4 separate regions of the Mus musculus genome follow, and all the other regions are linked to region 1. A link is a contact called in public Hi-C and promoter capture Hi-C data. All regions are on one chromosome and are shown on one strand. The core of a region is the stretch at or near the end of the contact, and the rest is flanking DNA. Distances in the headings are between cores, read along the strand shown. Region 1 holds the start of Twnk (twinkle mtDNA helicase). Region 2 holds the start of Cnnm2 (cyclin M2). Region 3 holds the start of Wbp1l (WW domain binding protein 1 like). Region 4 holds the start of Cox15 (cytochrome c oxidase assembly protein 15).

Region 1 (3,385 bases), core at 385-2,884:
TTTTTTAAACACTGCTTTTTTTTTTAAAGATTTATTTATTATATGTAAGTACACTGCAGCTGTCTTCAGACACACCAGAAGAGGGAATCAGATCTTCTTACAGATGGTTGTGAGCCACCATGTGGTTGCCGGGACTTGAACTAAGGACCTTTGGAAGAGCAGTCGGGTGCTCTTACCTGCTGAGCCATCTCACCAGCCCCTTCAAATATAGTCTTAATGACTTCAGTTTTCTTTTTCTTTTTTATTTCATTTTTAGTTTTTGAGACTGGGTTGTCCTGGAACTCACTCTGTAGACCAAGCTGGCCTTAAACGCAGAGATTCATCTGCCTCTGCCAACCAAATGCTGGGATTAAAGGTTATGCACTACCAACGCCAGGCTCATCTTCAACTTCCTAAACTGCACACAAACACGGATATAAGGTGCCTTGCCCAATGCCATACCAGCAAGAGCAACAGGGCATCCCGTGTCCTTCAGAAGACAGCCTCCAGACTCTTTCATGTGTTTTGAAGTCATTATTATTCGTATTTCAGAAAACACGGTCCTTGTACAAGTGTTGTACACTTCTCACATCTCAGCTTGCAAGGAGGCCAATTGAATCAGAATTAGGGTATTCACAAGGTCACTGCACCTAGCTACAAGTGGGCAAAGGAAAAGGTTCTTCTTTATCTCAGGCCACGCCCCGGCTGGTAGGCTCCACCCACCTACTCGGCCTGAGCTTGAAATCCAAAAGAGGAACCAATCCTATCCCTCTCACGGTCCAAAGCGCCTGGTTCTTTACTGTGCTTGCATCGAAGCTGGAGCAGAATCCCGGAGTTCTCTGGGCCGCAGCCCGTGGAGGGCAGTCCGTTTGTTGGTGAAGGGGTGCCACTGGCCCTGGATGCTCGGGTTGTCCGTGTGGAAGGGCTTGCGGATGCGGATCACATCCAAGCCGGACTGGTCTGCCAGCTTCTGCACCAACGACTTGATCTCCTCCACCGACTTGCTGTTGACGTTTTCCTCGCGCACAGCCCCATTAACTGGGAGAGGGACGTGGAGGGGATGAGTGGAAGGCGCCAGGTCGGAAATCAGACAAACAGAACGCAGCGGGCAAGCCGGGATCCCGCGCCGCCCACCCCCGCCCTAGCTCGGCCCCACTCACGGTATTCGGCCACTATTCGTGGCATGGCGCACGGGCGCGGGTTCACGTATACTACGACTCCTGGGTTCCGTCGGGCGAAGTCGGTCACCTCGCGTTCCACGAACTCCCTGCGAGACCCGGCGAAGGTGAGTACGGTGGCCCGAACCCAGCCCCATAGCTCCCCGCCTCCCTTTCCGGCGCTCCCGCTTCCGCGTGCCTCACCTGGCGCCGCGGGACGAGGGCGCATCCCGGCTGAGGCTGAGGCTGAGGCGCTGCAGCTGCTGCACGTAACGCCCTAGCCCATTATGGAGGACGCTGGTCAGAAAGCGGCTCGAAGTCCCGCGACCGGTCATGGCTACGGTTAGAGAGCCAGGACGCGGAGCCGGGGGGCGGGACTAACCGGTGACTTCCGGTTCCGGGGTTGTGGCATGGGCGCCCTGGAGAGTTTTGCTTCCGGAGTCACCGCGAGTAGCGCGTGCGAGCGGGCGACCCACGTTGCGGACAGAACACTAGAAAGGAGAGTGGTGACGCGAAGCTGGGGGCGGGAGCGTGGAGCTTTGAAGTGGAGGGCAGAGCAAGGGAGCCAGTGAGGAAGCCGGGCCGGAGCGCGTGACCTCCAGCAGTGTGGAGAGTGCCTGTGAGCGCTGGGGGCTCGGAGCGCCTGGAGTTGGGGTTCAGACGGGATGCAGAAAGCGGTAGAGATGAGGTTAGCCAGGAGAGTCCGTAGAGGGGTAGTAGACGTGAAGAGATGATACAGAGAAGCCGTTTAGATCGAGGGACCGTAGAAGGATCTAGAAGTGAGCTGGTGGAGAGAAATCCGTAAAGGACCTAGAGATAGGAGAATCCTCAGAGAGAGGCGTAGACGCGAAAGGGCAGTGTAGGTGTGTAGGGATGAAGTAGCAATACACAGGCAACCGAGGGGAGTAAGAACTGTGTTCGTGAAGAAGTTTGAGGAGGGATAAAGAGAAAAGCCAGTAGGAGTGATTTCTGCGAGTGCCTTGTAGAAGGTTTCCTAGGGTCTGGTTTAGTGAAGGCACTGAACCAGACAACAAAAGCTTTTGCAGTAGTGGCGTCCCACTCCATTAGGAATGTGGCTTCTTCTCCGACGTGCATATCCCCTCCGGATCTTGCTGCCACTGCGTGGCGAGTGGGTGGGTAGGAGGGGCCTGCCCAGAAGCTTGGCGCCAGGCCCTCCCCGCAGAAGGTACAGAAAAGAAGCGCTCCCAGCCTTAGAGATGCCAGTGTCGCCGGTGACTACGACTGAAATCCGCCAGTATTTACGTGCACATGGGATCCCCTTCCAGGATGGCCACAGCTGCCTTCGAGCACCAAGTCCCTTTGTGGTGTCCTCAGACATCAAAAATGAGAAAAAGGACGCTCCCACTTCCTTCTGCCTCTTCATTGACAAGACCACAGGACACTTTCTTTGCATGACCAGCCTAGCAGAAGGGAGCTGGGAAGACTTGCAGGCCAGTGTGGAGGGACGAGGGGATGGGGCCAAAGAGGGTGTCCTACTTAGGGAAGGCCCAGAAGCTGAGGTTAGGGAGGAGGTCTTGAGGATCTGGAACCGAGCCATACCTCTTTGGGAGCTTCCAGACCCTGAGGAAGCCCAGCTAGCTCGTGTGATGTTTGGCCTTACCAAGGTGACAGATGACACACTCAGGCGATTCAGTGTCCGCTATCTTCGATCTGCTCGAAGTCTGGTCTTCCCTTGGTTCACCCCTGGGAGCTCAGGATTACGTGGCCTGAAGCTACTAGGGGCTGAGGGTCAGGAAAATGGAGTACAGTATGTAGAGACCACCATCCCCCGGCCTGGTGTCTATCACAACCTATTTGGATTACCACTGATCAGCCGGAGAGATACTGAGGTGGTTGTGACAAGTCGTGAACTGGACAGCCTGGCCTTGAGCCAGTCGACGGGGCTGCCAACCCTTTCCCTACCCCGAGGGACAGTCTGCTTACCCCCAGCCTTACTGCCTTACCTTGAACAGTTCCGTCGGATTGTGTTCTGGTTAGGAGATGACCTTCGATCCTGGGAAGCTGCCAAACTGTTTGCTCGAAAACTCAACCCCAAGCGATGCTCTCTGGTGAGGCCTGGGAACCAACAGCCTCGTCCCCTGGAGGCCTTAAACCAAGGCTTAAGTCTTCCCCGTATTCTTCGTACCGCCCTACCTGCCTGGCACAAGTCTATTGTGTCTTTTCGGCAGCTCCGAGAGGAGGTTTTAGGAGAACTGTCAAATGTAGAGCAAGCGGCTGGTGTCCGTTGG
Region 2 (3,385 bases), core at 229-2,728, 1.8 Mb after region 1:
TTGGAAGGTCAGGGGAATGGTTGAGGACAAGCATAAAAGAAGACAGAATTGCGGCCGGGCGTGGTGGCGCACGCCTTTAATCCCAGCACTCGGGAGGCAGAGGCAGGCGGATTTCTGAGTTCAAGGTCAGCCTGGTCTACAAAGTGAGCTCCAGGACAGCCAGGGCTATACAGAGAAACCCTGTAAACAACAACAAAACAAAACAAAACAACAAAAAAAAAAAAAAAAAAAAAAGAGAGAATTGCGAGGATACCGCTGAAATGAGCCCAGAAATCACTCGTCCTGGAAATTATAAAAAACACTGTGGGTGTTCACAAAAAAGGAAGAGTATTGTGTTTATGGAATACAAAGTAAGATCAGGAAAAACATTTTAAAACGCGCTTCAGTTGGGAGGCAGAAAGTTCAGTTTGGGAGCTACTGTGCTACCGCATCTAGTCTGATGCAATGGACTTGAGAGTCCTGGTGAGCTGTGCTCCACAATGAATCTTCTCCGGAGCTAACAGCGTTTGACCTGTGCATTTCATAATAAGCTTTCATGGGCCTTCTCAGGTTGCTCTCCCCTTCCTATTTCCCCAAATTGCCTGGGTGCACGTTAAAAAACAAAACAAAACAAAACAAAACAAAACCAAAAATAGGGTCCATCTCATTCTGTGATTATAGCAGGACTACAGGAGAATCCCTGTGATGACAAAGTTTGGGAAGCTGACCACACTTTGAGAGGTTTGTTGAGAGCTAGAAAACAGCAAAGGTCGTCCGTGAGGGCCGGCAGGTGGCGCCACATGATCGTGAGCAGCTGAGGGCTCACAGAGTCACGGAGACCGCAGGTCCTCGGCGTTGCTAGGGCCACCCTGTCACCGCGAATCTCCAGAGGAACCGCATGCAGGGGTAGTGGGCTGGGGGGCTTGACTAGTATCCCGATTTGGTTTTAGGCTATGTGCATCGTAAGCTGTCTCCAGTCCGGCTCTGGTGCTCCCAGGGAAGGAGGGCTCAGCCCATTCTGCGGCGACACGGAGCCCCGTGGAGCCCGCAAGTCCCTGCAGCAAGGACCCGAGGCCTCGCGCCTCAGGGCAGTATTGCAGGGCTGCCAAGCCGCGCGCGAGGATCTACTACAGAGACCCCACAGGGAGCGCCGCACCCGCGGACCGCTCCCTTTCATTGGCCGCCTGGAGGAAGACCACGCCCCCATCCCTACAGCGCTCATCTTTGACTGGCTCTTGCATCCGGGATGGCCACGCCTCCTCCCCGCGCATACACAAGAGTCACGCGCCTTTCAGTTGGAAACTTGGCATGCAGAGGAGGACAGTGGCCCTCATCTCCCCGCCCACCTCCCGTGCCATTGGTGCGGCACGCCGACTGCGACCACGCCCCCATTCCAGCCCCCTGGCTGGGAAGGCGGGCACCCGCTCTTGATTGGCTGGCAGACCTGCCTCTCGCGGGAGAGGCTAGCACGCCCCTCCCTCCGCTCCCTCCTCCCTCGAGCCCGGGGGTTCCTCAGCTGGCTCAGTCCGAATCAGTGTCATTCAGAGAGAAGGACAGCTAAGGGCTGGGCGCGAACGCGCGGTTGCAGTCCTGCTCGGGCGCCGGTGCCTGCGCTCGCGCCGCCGGGTGGGAAGGATGAAGCCTCAGCTGGAGCAGCCACCCTATGATTGGCTGTGGCGCTTGTGAACCCGAAGTAAAGATGGCGGGCGGGCAGGCAGCCGCCGCACTGCCCACTTGGAAGATGGCGGCGCGCCGCAGCCTCAGTGCCCGCGGCCGGGGGGTCCTGCAAGCAGCTGCGGGCCGGCTGCTGCCGCTGCTACTGCTGAGCTGCTGCTGGGGAGCGGGCGGCTGCACAGCGGCCGGCGAGAACGAGGAGACCGTGATCATCGGGCTGCGGCTGGAGGATACGAACGACGTGTCGTTCATGGAAGGGGGTGCTCTGCGGGTGAGCGAGCGGACCCGGGTCAAGCTGCGGGTGTACGGGCAGAACATCAACAACGAGACGTGGTCCCGCATCGCCTTCACTGAGCACGAGCGGCGCCGGCACACACCCAGCGAGCGTGGGCTGGGGGGCCCCGCGCCTCCGGAGCCGGACAGCGGCCCCCAGCGCTGCGGCATCCGCACCTCAGACATCATCATCTTGCCCCACATCATTCTCAATCGCCGCACATCGGGCATCATCGAGATCGAGATTAAACCGCTGCGCAAGATGGAGAAGAGCAAGTCTTATTACCTGTGCACGTCTCTCTCCACGCCCGCACTAGGCGCCGGCGGCTCCGGGTCTGCGAGTGGCACCGTCGGGGGCAAGGGTGGCGCGGGGGTGGCCGGACTCCCGCCTCCTCCGTGGGCCGAGACCACCTGGATTTACCACGACGGTGAGGACACCAAGATGATAGTGGGCGAGGAGAAGAAGTTCTTGCTGCCCTTCTGGCTGCAAGTGATCTTCATCTCGCTGCTGCTGTGCCTGTCGGGCATGTTCAGCGGCCTCAACCTGGGGCTCATGGCTCTGGACCCGATGGAGCTGCGCATCGTGCAAAACTGCGGCACGGAGAAAGAGAAGAATTATGCCAAGCGCATCGAGCCGGTGCGCAGGCAGGGCAACTACCTGCTGTGCTCGCTGCTGCTGGGCAACGTACTGGTCAACACCACGCTCACCATCCTGCTGGACGACATTGCGGGCTCAGGCCTTGTGGCGGTGGTGGTCTCCACCATTGGCATCGTCATCTTCGGAGAAATCGTGCCCCAAGCCATCTGCTCCCGACACGGCCTGGCGGTAGGGGCCAACACCATCTTCCTCACCAAGTTTTTCATGATGATGACATTCCCCGCTTCTTATCCGGTTAGCAAACTGCTGGACTGCGTCCTGGGCCAGGAGATAGGCACGGTCTATAACCGGGAAAAACTGCTGGAGATGCTCCGGGTTACTGACCCCTATAACGACCTCGTTAAGGAAGAGCTGAACATCATCCAAGGGGCGCTGGAGCTCCGCACCAAGACGGTGGAGGACGTGATGACTCCCCTCAGGGACTGCTTCATGATAACCGGCGAGGCTATCCTGGACTTCAACACCATGTCGGAGATCATGGAGAGTGGCTACACTCGAATCCCGGTGTTCGAGGGAGAACGTTCCAACATCGTGGACCTGCTCTTTGTCAAAGACTTGGCCTTCGTGGATCCGGATGACTGTACTCCCTTGAAAACCATCACCAAGTTTTACAATCACCCTTTGCACTTCGTTTTCAACGACACCAAGTTGGACGCTATGCTGGAAGAATTTAAGAAAGGTGGGCAATTTTGCTTTTTTTTTTTTTTTTTTTTTAAATTGGCTTGCTCTTTCTGTCTCCGTCCTCCTCCCTCCTTGAACCCTCTACCCCTGAGACCAACCCCCCAAGGAGAGTTGACCGGA
Region 3 (3,385 bases), core at 387-2,886, 1.6 Mb after region 1:
AGGTGGAAAGGCTCATCCCAGCTTCCGGTTCTGTAGGTCTGAGATGGAGCCCGAGGATATAACGCTGCCAGCATTCATCTGACACCACACAGTTGTACCAAAGGACTTCGAGTGCCGAGATCCCAGCTGTGATTTAACCCCACACCCACTTAGACAGTAAAATGGAACTCAGACAGCATGAAATTGGTATTTTCCTTTCGATGAAGCTCAGGCTATGCAGTCGTGAGTGCTGAGATTACAGCTATGCACCTCCACACCTAGCCAAATCCAGCCCTTTAAATTGTATGGTTTAGTAACGTTCAGTCCAGTCACAAAGTGCTACAGTTGTCACTACTGTAATCCAGAACACTTTCACTGTCCCTCCTAGAAAGCCAAGGTCGGTTCGGCAGCAGCCACACCCCCACCCGCTGCCAAACCCTTATCCATTTAGTTGAGTTGGCCTGTAAGGTGTTGAACAGCAGTTATAATGAGCAGGAGGGCTTTGCATGGGAACTACTAACACAACTTTGAGGACAGCCTGAGTTACCTAGTTTCTGGCTTGTATGGACAACAGGAAGAGACCCTACATCAAAAACTAGCCAAGTACATCCTGTAACTAATTGAAGTGTAATTTTTTCTTTCTTTTTCCCTCTCTTCCTCCCTCTATCTCTTCCCTTTCTCTGTTCCTTATGGCCCATACCAGGGTCTGAACTCAGGGCCTTGCCCATGCAAGCCATTTACCACAGAGTGATACATCCTCCTGCCCTGTTGGACAAGAATTCTCAAATTGAAGCAGCTACATGGTGATGTGTGGGTTTGTGTGGACTAGTATTGTCCTTGCGGTGTGTGGAGGGGCAAAGGGAAGCCATTTTCATTTAGCCGGAAGATAACATGGATGAAGCAATGATTGGTGGGTCTCAGAGCTATTTCTGAGTAGGGTCTGAAGAGTTTTGTCCTTGAAACTTGGGGGTAGCAGAGCACTATCGCTAAGAGAGGTGCTATTTAATAGGGGACTCAAATGACTCAAAGCTGCTGCTTGGGTAGTGAGCTTGGAAAAAGGATCCTGATAATAGGGCTTCCTGTAATTTAATACAAAAAGCACCAAAGGCTTATAGACTGCAGTTGGAAGCACGCTTTAGAATCATTATATCTCACTACTTTTTTTTCTTTCTTTCTTTTACCTCTACTTATTTTAATACAAAAAGCACCAAAGGCTTATAGACTGCAGTTGGAAGCACGCTTTAGAATCATTATACCTCACCACTTTTTTTTTTCTTTCTTTCTTTTACCTCCACTTAACTGTGGGAACATAACATTTCCGCCACACTCAAAATGACTGAAATACTGTAAACCTTTTCAATGCATCCGGGTGGTCGTGTCCCTAGCTCCTGTTACTTCCGCCACTCTCTGCGGGGCGGGGCGCTCTGCACTTTTCTGCACCTCGCAGCATTCAAGATGGCCCAGCTTCCTCCCACTTTTCATTGGCCAAATCACCTAGCACGAGGGTGGCTGGGACTGGTATTTGACTCACAGTTCTTTTGACCAATGGACAGAAAGTAGGAGCCAATGAGGCGCGGGAGCTGGAGACCCTCCCCTGCATCTGGGCGGGCCCTTTGCCTGGGGCGGGGTGGAGCCGAGCCGGAAGCGGGAGGGCAGAGCGAAACAGGAAAAGAAGGGAAGGAGGAAGCAGAGGGAAGAAGAGAGGGAGGAGGAGGGGTGGCGGCGCCGTGGCGGAGGAGCAGGAGCAGGAGGGGGATGGAGAGGAGAAGGCTCCTGGGTGGCATGGCGCTCCTGCTCCTCCAGGCGCTGCCCAGCCCCCTGTCAGTGAGGGCTGAGCCCCCGCAGGTAAGGGGAGGGCTTCTGGGCTAGCTTGGGGGTCTGGGGCGGTCGAGGCCTGGTTGGAGGGGGGTCTCAAAGAGGTTTGTTTGCAAGGAGTTGAGTGTTTTCGGGAGGGAAGCCCATGGCTAAGGTGGACCAGGTGAAGGGTGGGGGTGTTGATGTTTAGCTGAGGGACACCTGTGACGAGTTGGATGTCAAGAAGGTGGCAGAGGCAATGGTGCCAGGCGACTTGAGGGTCCTTTGAGAGGGTAGTTATGGTAGGTGCTCTGGAGGACTCTTCGCGGAGATCGCCGCACACTGGCGCCCGTGGGCCCTATTTCTGCTCCGCAGTAGAGTCCGGAGCCAGAGACTGTGTGCACACCAGTGTGTGCTGGGATCCCAGGTTACTGCACTGGCCCCAGAGGGAGGAGGGCTCAGCATGGTATTTATTTCAGGCTGGACAAAGGAAAAGTTCTGAGGGCATCCTGACTCTTATTTTTAATGCTGTAAGGCATAGTACGTTGGTGGGCTGTTGCTGGAGGTAAGGTTCTTGGGAGATAGTAGGGATGAAGTAGTAACCCCTCAGGAGGAGGGGCACATTTGAGTGTGAGAAAACCGTGCTGTTAGGCTAGCTGTCCTGGGAAGAAGTCACTAGTGCTGATCCGAGCGAGCCAGCTCAGGGCTTTTGAGCAGAGGGTGGTTCCGATGCCAATATCGGCAGCAAGTGGAGCACCCTAGCTTTTCTTGCTGGGTGGCTTGCTCTTCCTGAGTCCAGGGCCGAGATGCCTGCTTATGCTGATTCTAGCTTGGGCTGGCGTTTCGAAACCCTAATTGAAGCGTTACTCTTGGTGCCAGATTGGGTGGGGTGCTGTAGGGGGAATCACCCCTCCCCTGTTAAATCTGGCAAAGCTTCTATCGTTTCCTTTGGTTTCTCCCCTTTCTTCCCATCATTGTCTGTTTTCCACAGGCACAGGGACAGCCTGTGCAGCTTAGCACGTCACATCACGCTGAAGAGCAGAAATTGTTAGCAGAATTCTTACCTTTCCCCTTAGAGCTCAAGGGCAGCCCTTTCACATACGTATCTTATTTTTCTCCCGAATATCCTCTTCAAGAAACAAAACAAGAAAAACACCCAAAACCCCAAAATAATTGAGTTTTGTTTTGTTTGAGACAGGATCTTGCAATGTAGGTCAGGCAGGGCTTGAACTCTTGATCCTCTGCCGAGCTCTGTGATTTGATAAGATTTTTTTTTTTTCAAGTGAGCTGAAAGTCACAGAACAAAACCAACAGTTCTAAAGTGAATCACTGTGGCGCTCCATGGTTGTGCAACCACCACGGCTATCTACTTCCAAAACAGTTGAATCATCCCCAAGAATGATCCATATTAACCAGTTACTGCCTGTTTCCACCCCTCCCCCACCCCCAGCCCTGGCCCTTGGCGACACCCACTAGCCTGCATTGTGTCTCTGTGGGTTTACCTGTTCTGCACATCCCTGTGTAATGGAATGCTGTAGTATGTGGGGCGTCTTTCACGTTCCGTCATGTTTTCAAGGTTCACCCACATTGTGACCGAATAATAGTCCCCTTT
Region 4 (3,385 bases), core at 652-3,151, 1.3 Mb before region 1:
GAAGCGGCTGTGATTTATGTATGATCTTAACACTGGAGAGGTAAAAATATATAGAAACAACGCCCAGCAACAGTTAAGACTGAAACTGGTCCTGATAATGAAACTCCTACTAATAAAAAGCCAACCTGTTCTAAGGCAGAGCAGGCTACCAGTTTCCCCATCTGTAATGGAGCGAGCTAGAGTAGATGAGGCCCAACGCTCCCTTTTTGGCTGATAACCTGATTCACCAAGAGTAAATGACTCACCTGGTCACTCCTCCCAGAATAACTGCTCCAGCCACTGTCCCACTGCACACCAGAAGCCATCGGCCCACCGCCCGCTCGGCTGCCCTCGAAGGAAGGGACACTGTCCCTTTTCCGGATTGCAGAGCCACTTCAGTGATGGTGCTGTACTGTCCTGGCCTCAGAGGACGCTGGCTGCCACAGCTGCTGCCACACTAAGGAGCAAGACAGAAAATCGTAACTGAAGAATCTGCTACCAACACTTATCCTCAATTTAACTGGAGTAAAGCCCCTGTAAGGCTGCATTTCACAGCTACCGCTCTGGTTAATCACCGACTCTCATCTGCACTACTGAGCCCTTTCTTACTGGGTTCTCAGTCTCTAAATGTGCTATTCCCTCCCACACACTTCCATTTATACTACCCACTGGAGATCGGGGCTGGCATCGTTATGCCCCAGACTTTCCTGGATCTTACAACAGGTTACTGTCACAGCACAAAGTACCTTCCCTACCACAAGCCTTAACACACAGTCATGTATCAGGTGATCTGTCCCTATGCCCCACTAAGCTGGGAGCTCTTCCTCTTGCTCCCTTTGTAGTACTGGGTCCTTACACAGCAAGACCTAATACATATTTGGTACTCGAACTAACAATTGAATGAACTGACTCCTCAAGGGCAGGCACTATGTGGGCATATTTTTTTTTCCAGGAACATAACAAACTCTAGAATTCTCTGGTTTCTCTTCACACCATAAAGATCTTTCACCTTTTACTACTGATTATCAGAGAAGAGAATACATGTCTTCTTTTGAGTCTAACACTAAGAGCAAAAATATGTTGGCCGGGCGGTAGTAGCGCACACCTTTAGTCCCAGCACTCGGGAGGCAGAGGCAGGTGGATTTCTAAGTTCAAGGCCAGCCTGGTCTACAAAGTGAGTTCCAGGACAGCCAGGGCTACACAGAGAAACCCTGTCTCGAAAAACCAAAAAAAAAAAAAAAAAAAAAAAAGTATGTTCAGTTTCCTACTTCTAAGTAACTGGGTATCTTAGACAAGCAACTTAAAGTAAGTCTCAATTTCCTTCACTGTGGAATGGGGCTACATAGGAGTTCCTGACTGCCTGGTGGCTTTTAGCAAAAACCAAATGTGCAAATAAATGCATAAATAAATAAAATAAAAAGAAAAGAAAAATTACTGAGCCTTTATCACGTGCTAAGGGTTTGATGTATATTTAAAATTTTAATCCTTACAAACACCTTGTGTAACAGGTCGTTCTCCCATTCTACAGAAAAGGAAATTGAAACTTAAAAGCTAAGTAAATTGGTCAGTCATACACAGCAGTGGGTAATATTTCCGGATCCGCATTCAGGGAGGTGTCGGGACACAAGGAAATATGTCCTGAAATGAGAAGGCGAGCCGGACTTGCAGGGCGGTCCGTTTACTTTATCCTGGCCTTTTTTATCCCAGCCCGGCTTCCGTGATCCGAGCCAGCAGGAGTGGGTACCTGTGTTCTGGACGCCACCCTAGGGACCAGGAGCCCGACATTGCGGCTCCCCGTCAAGGCCCTCAGGGACGGAAGGAGCAACCGTTGCATGCTGACAGTACAGCGCCACTGCCGGAGCGCCCCAGCGAGCTGCGGTCCGCTTCTCCGCTCCCGAAAGAACAAGCACTTCCGGGTCAGGCGTCGTGCGCGCCCCCTCGCGCTAGGTTGGCCACTGCGCGTGCACGCACGACTCCCTGGGAGGCTGCCGGGCACGGGCGTCGGGGACGCGCCTCCTCCGTCGCTCGCGCGGCCGCGGGGACTCAGTGGAAACCGAAGGCGAGCGAGGGAGGAACGCGGGAAGCATGAAGAAAGGGGCTTCTTGCGAGCGGAAACAGGCGTGGATATCGTCGGGGAAGGCGGGTGCGGAAGGTGGCGGGGCAGGGGGGCGGTCGGCCGGTGGACCCCGGGGTGGGTCCCGGCTTGCCAGGCTTTCCCGCGGTCGAGTTTCTCAGTGCTCCGGAGTCCCGGGCAGTCACGCAGTCCCTCAGCTGCTCCTGGATCCCCGCCAGTCTCGCAAGTGCCCTCAGCGTCCCGCCGCCCCTAGGGCCACAAGAGGGCACCATACCACCTCCCTGTCTCTGTGGTAGATAATAAAAGTGTGGTGACAGCTCTACAACCTAGAGCTGCCACCGAGGGTGGCGAGTGGGATCCGTTCCCACAGCCATTGCGTAACAGATGACTGGTTGCTTCCTGCGGGAGATATGCCTATTAATATGTCAAGACAAATAACTTTTATGAAGGATAAATATCCCTAAACAAAACAGCAAAAGGGGCAATGCTCTGTATTTTGCAAATCTCTTTTAATATCTCACTTGATGGAAGGTAGTTGGATTCTCATACCTGTCTCAGCGTGTTTAAGTGTTCTAAAGCTGCAGTCCGCTCCCAAGAGGCAAATACAGACACAGACTCCCCAAAGCCATCTGGAGTCTCTAACTTTGAGCACTACTGCTTCAAATGTCTTTTTTGATCCCTACTTTTTGCTTTTTGCTCAGGCTCCTGTTGCAACAGTTTGTAGACATTCCCATACTTTTGTATGGAGCTCCTGATACTCCTTCAGCATCTTCAGCCCCACTGGTGGGGCTGTTACCAGATTTGTGGAGTTACTGTATTGTTGTTTACGACCATTGGTTAATGTTTGAATCCTAATCTATGGGACTGATAGTCTTTTATTAAATCAATGACTATTGCAACTTATTAGGAGGTGACAGATTTTTGTTTGTTTCTCCAAGTAATCTTTCATCATAAAAGCAATATCAGGTAGAAGAAGTCAAGCAATATAGAAAGGTAAAAATAATTCCAAATTCATTGCCCAGGAGTAACCACTATTAGAATGTGGTGACTGTTCTCGCAGAGATCAATACATGAAGCATGAATTAAACACTTTAAAAGTGTGTTGGTAATTATTGTGTGGGGGTGGGTACATGTGCCATAGTAAGTGTGTGGAGGTCTGAGGACAGCTTTGTCGAGTTAATTCTCTCCTTCCAACTTTAAATACATTCAGGGAATGAGCTCAGGTTGTCAGACTTGCACAGTAAGTAGCTTTACCCATTGAGCCATTTTCTAGGCTCCAACATTTAAAACTGATAACTAAAAGTGAGTTATATGGGCTGAAGAGATGGCTCA

What was found. Promoter capture Hi-C pulls out the DNA fragments that hold promoters and counts their contacts. A called contact is a pair of places that touch in the nucleus more often than the background predicts. Capture Hi-C pulls out chosen DNA fragments and counts their contacts.
Region 2: a promoter capture Hi-C map of pre-B cells shows a contact between it and region 1, with 2.0 times the contacts expected there. The contact joins the promoter of Cnnm2 here to the promoter of Twnk in region 1. A contact is called at or near these places in 1 of 39 promoter capture datasets (pre-B cells) and 1 of 9 other capture datasets (liver).
Region 3: a contact with region 1 is called in a Hi-C map of B cells, with 8 read pairs. The contact joins the promoter of Wbp1l here to the promoter of Twnk in region 1. A contact is called at or near these places in 2 of 39 promoter capture datasets (liver and pre-B cells) and 1 of 484 Hi-C or Micro-C datasets (B cells).
Region 4: a promoter capture Hi-C map of liver shows a contact between it and region 1, with 2.4 times the contacts expected there. The contact joins the promoter of Cox15 here to the promoter of Twnk in region 1. A contact is called at or near these places in 2 of 39 promoter capture datasets (hippocampal neurons and pre-B cells), 2 of 115 datasets of contacts at active chromatin or transcription factors (embryonic forebrain and pancreatic cancer cells) and 1 of 9 other capture datasets (liver).

The regions. Positions count from the first base shown.
Region 1 is chr19:45,004,924-45,008,308 of GRCm38.p6, forward strand. Twnk (twinkle mtDNA helicase) reads left to right here and starts at 1,635. Exons shown (of 5, transcript NM_153796.4): 1 at 1,635-3,385. The coding sequence starts at 2,207. It overlaps Mrpl43 (mitochondrial ribosomal protein L43), which reads right to left and starts at 1,519. Exons shown (of 3, transcript NM_053164.3): 1 at 1,341-1,519; 2 at 1,140-1,246; 3 at 91-1,017. The coding sequence starts at 1,471. The coding sequence ends at 776.
Region 2 is chr19:46,760,131-46,763,515 of GRCm38.p6, forward strand. It overlaps Cnnm2 (cyclin M2), which reads left to right and starts at 1,479. Exons shown (of 8, transcript NM_033569.3): 1 at 1,479-3,263. The coding sequence starts at 1,643.
Region 3 is chr19:46,597,470-46,600,854 of GRCm38.p6, forward strand. It overlaps Wbp1l (WW domain binding protein 1 like), which reads left to right and starts at 1,637. Exons shown (of 5, transcript NM_001177812.1): 1 at 1,637-1,824. The coding sequence starts at 1,735.
Region 4 is chr19:43,751,099-43,754,483 of GRCm38.p6, forward strand. It overlaps Cox15 (cytochrome c oxidase assembly protein 15), which reads right to left and starts at 1,902. Exons shown (of 9, transcript NM_144874.4): 1 at 1,724-1,902; 2 at 246-436. The coding sequence starts at 1,813. Cutc (cutC copper transporter) reads left to right here and starts at 1,925. Exons shown (of 9, transcript NM_001113562.1): 1 at 1,925-2,122. The coding sequence starts at 2,065.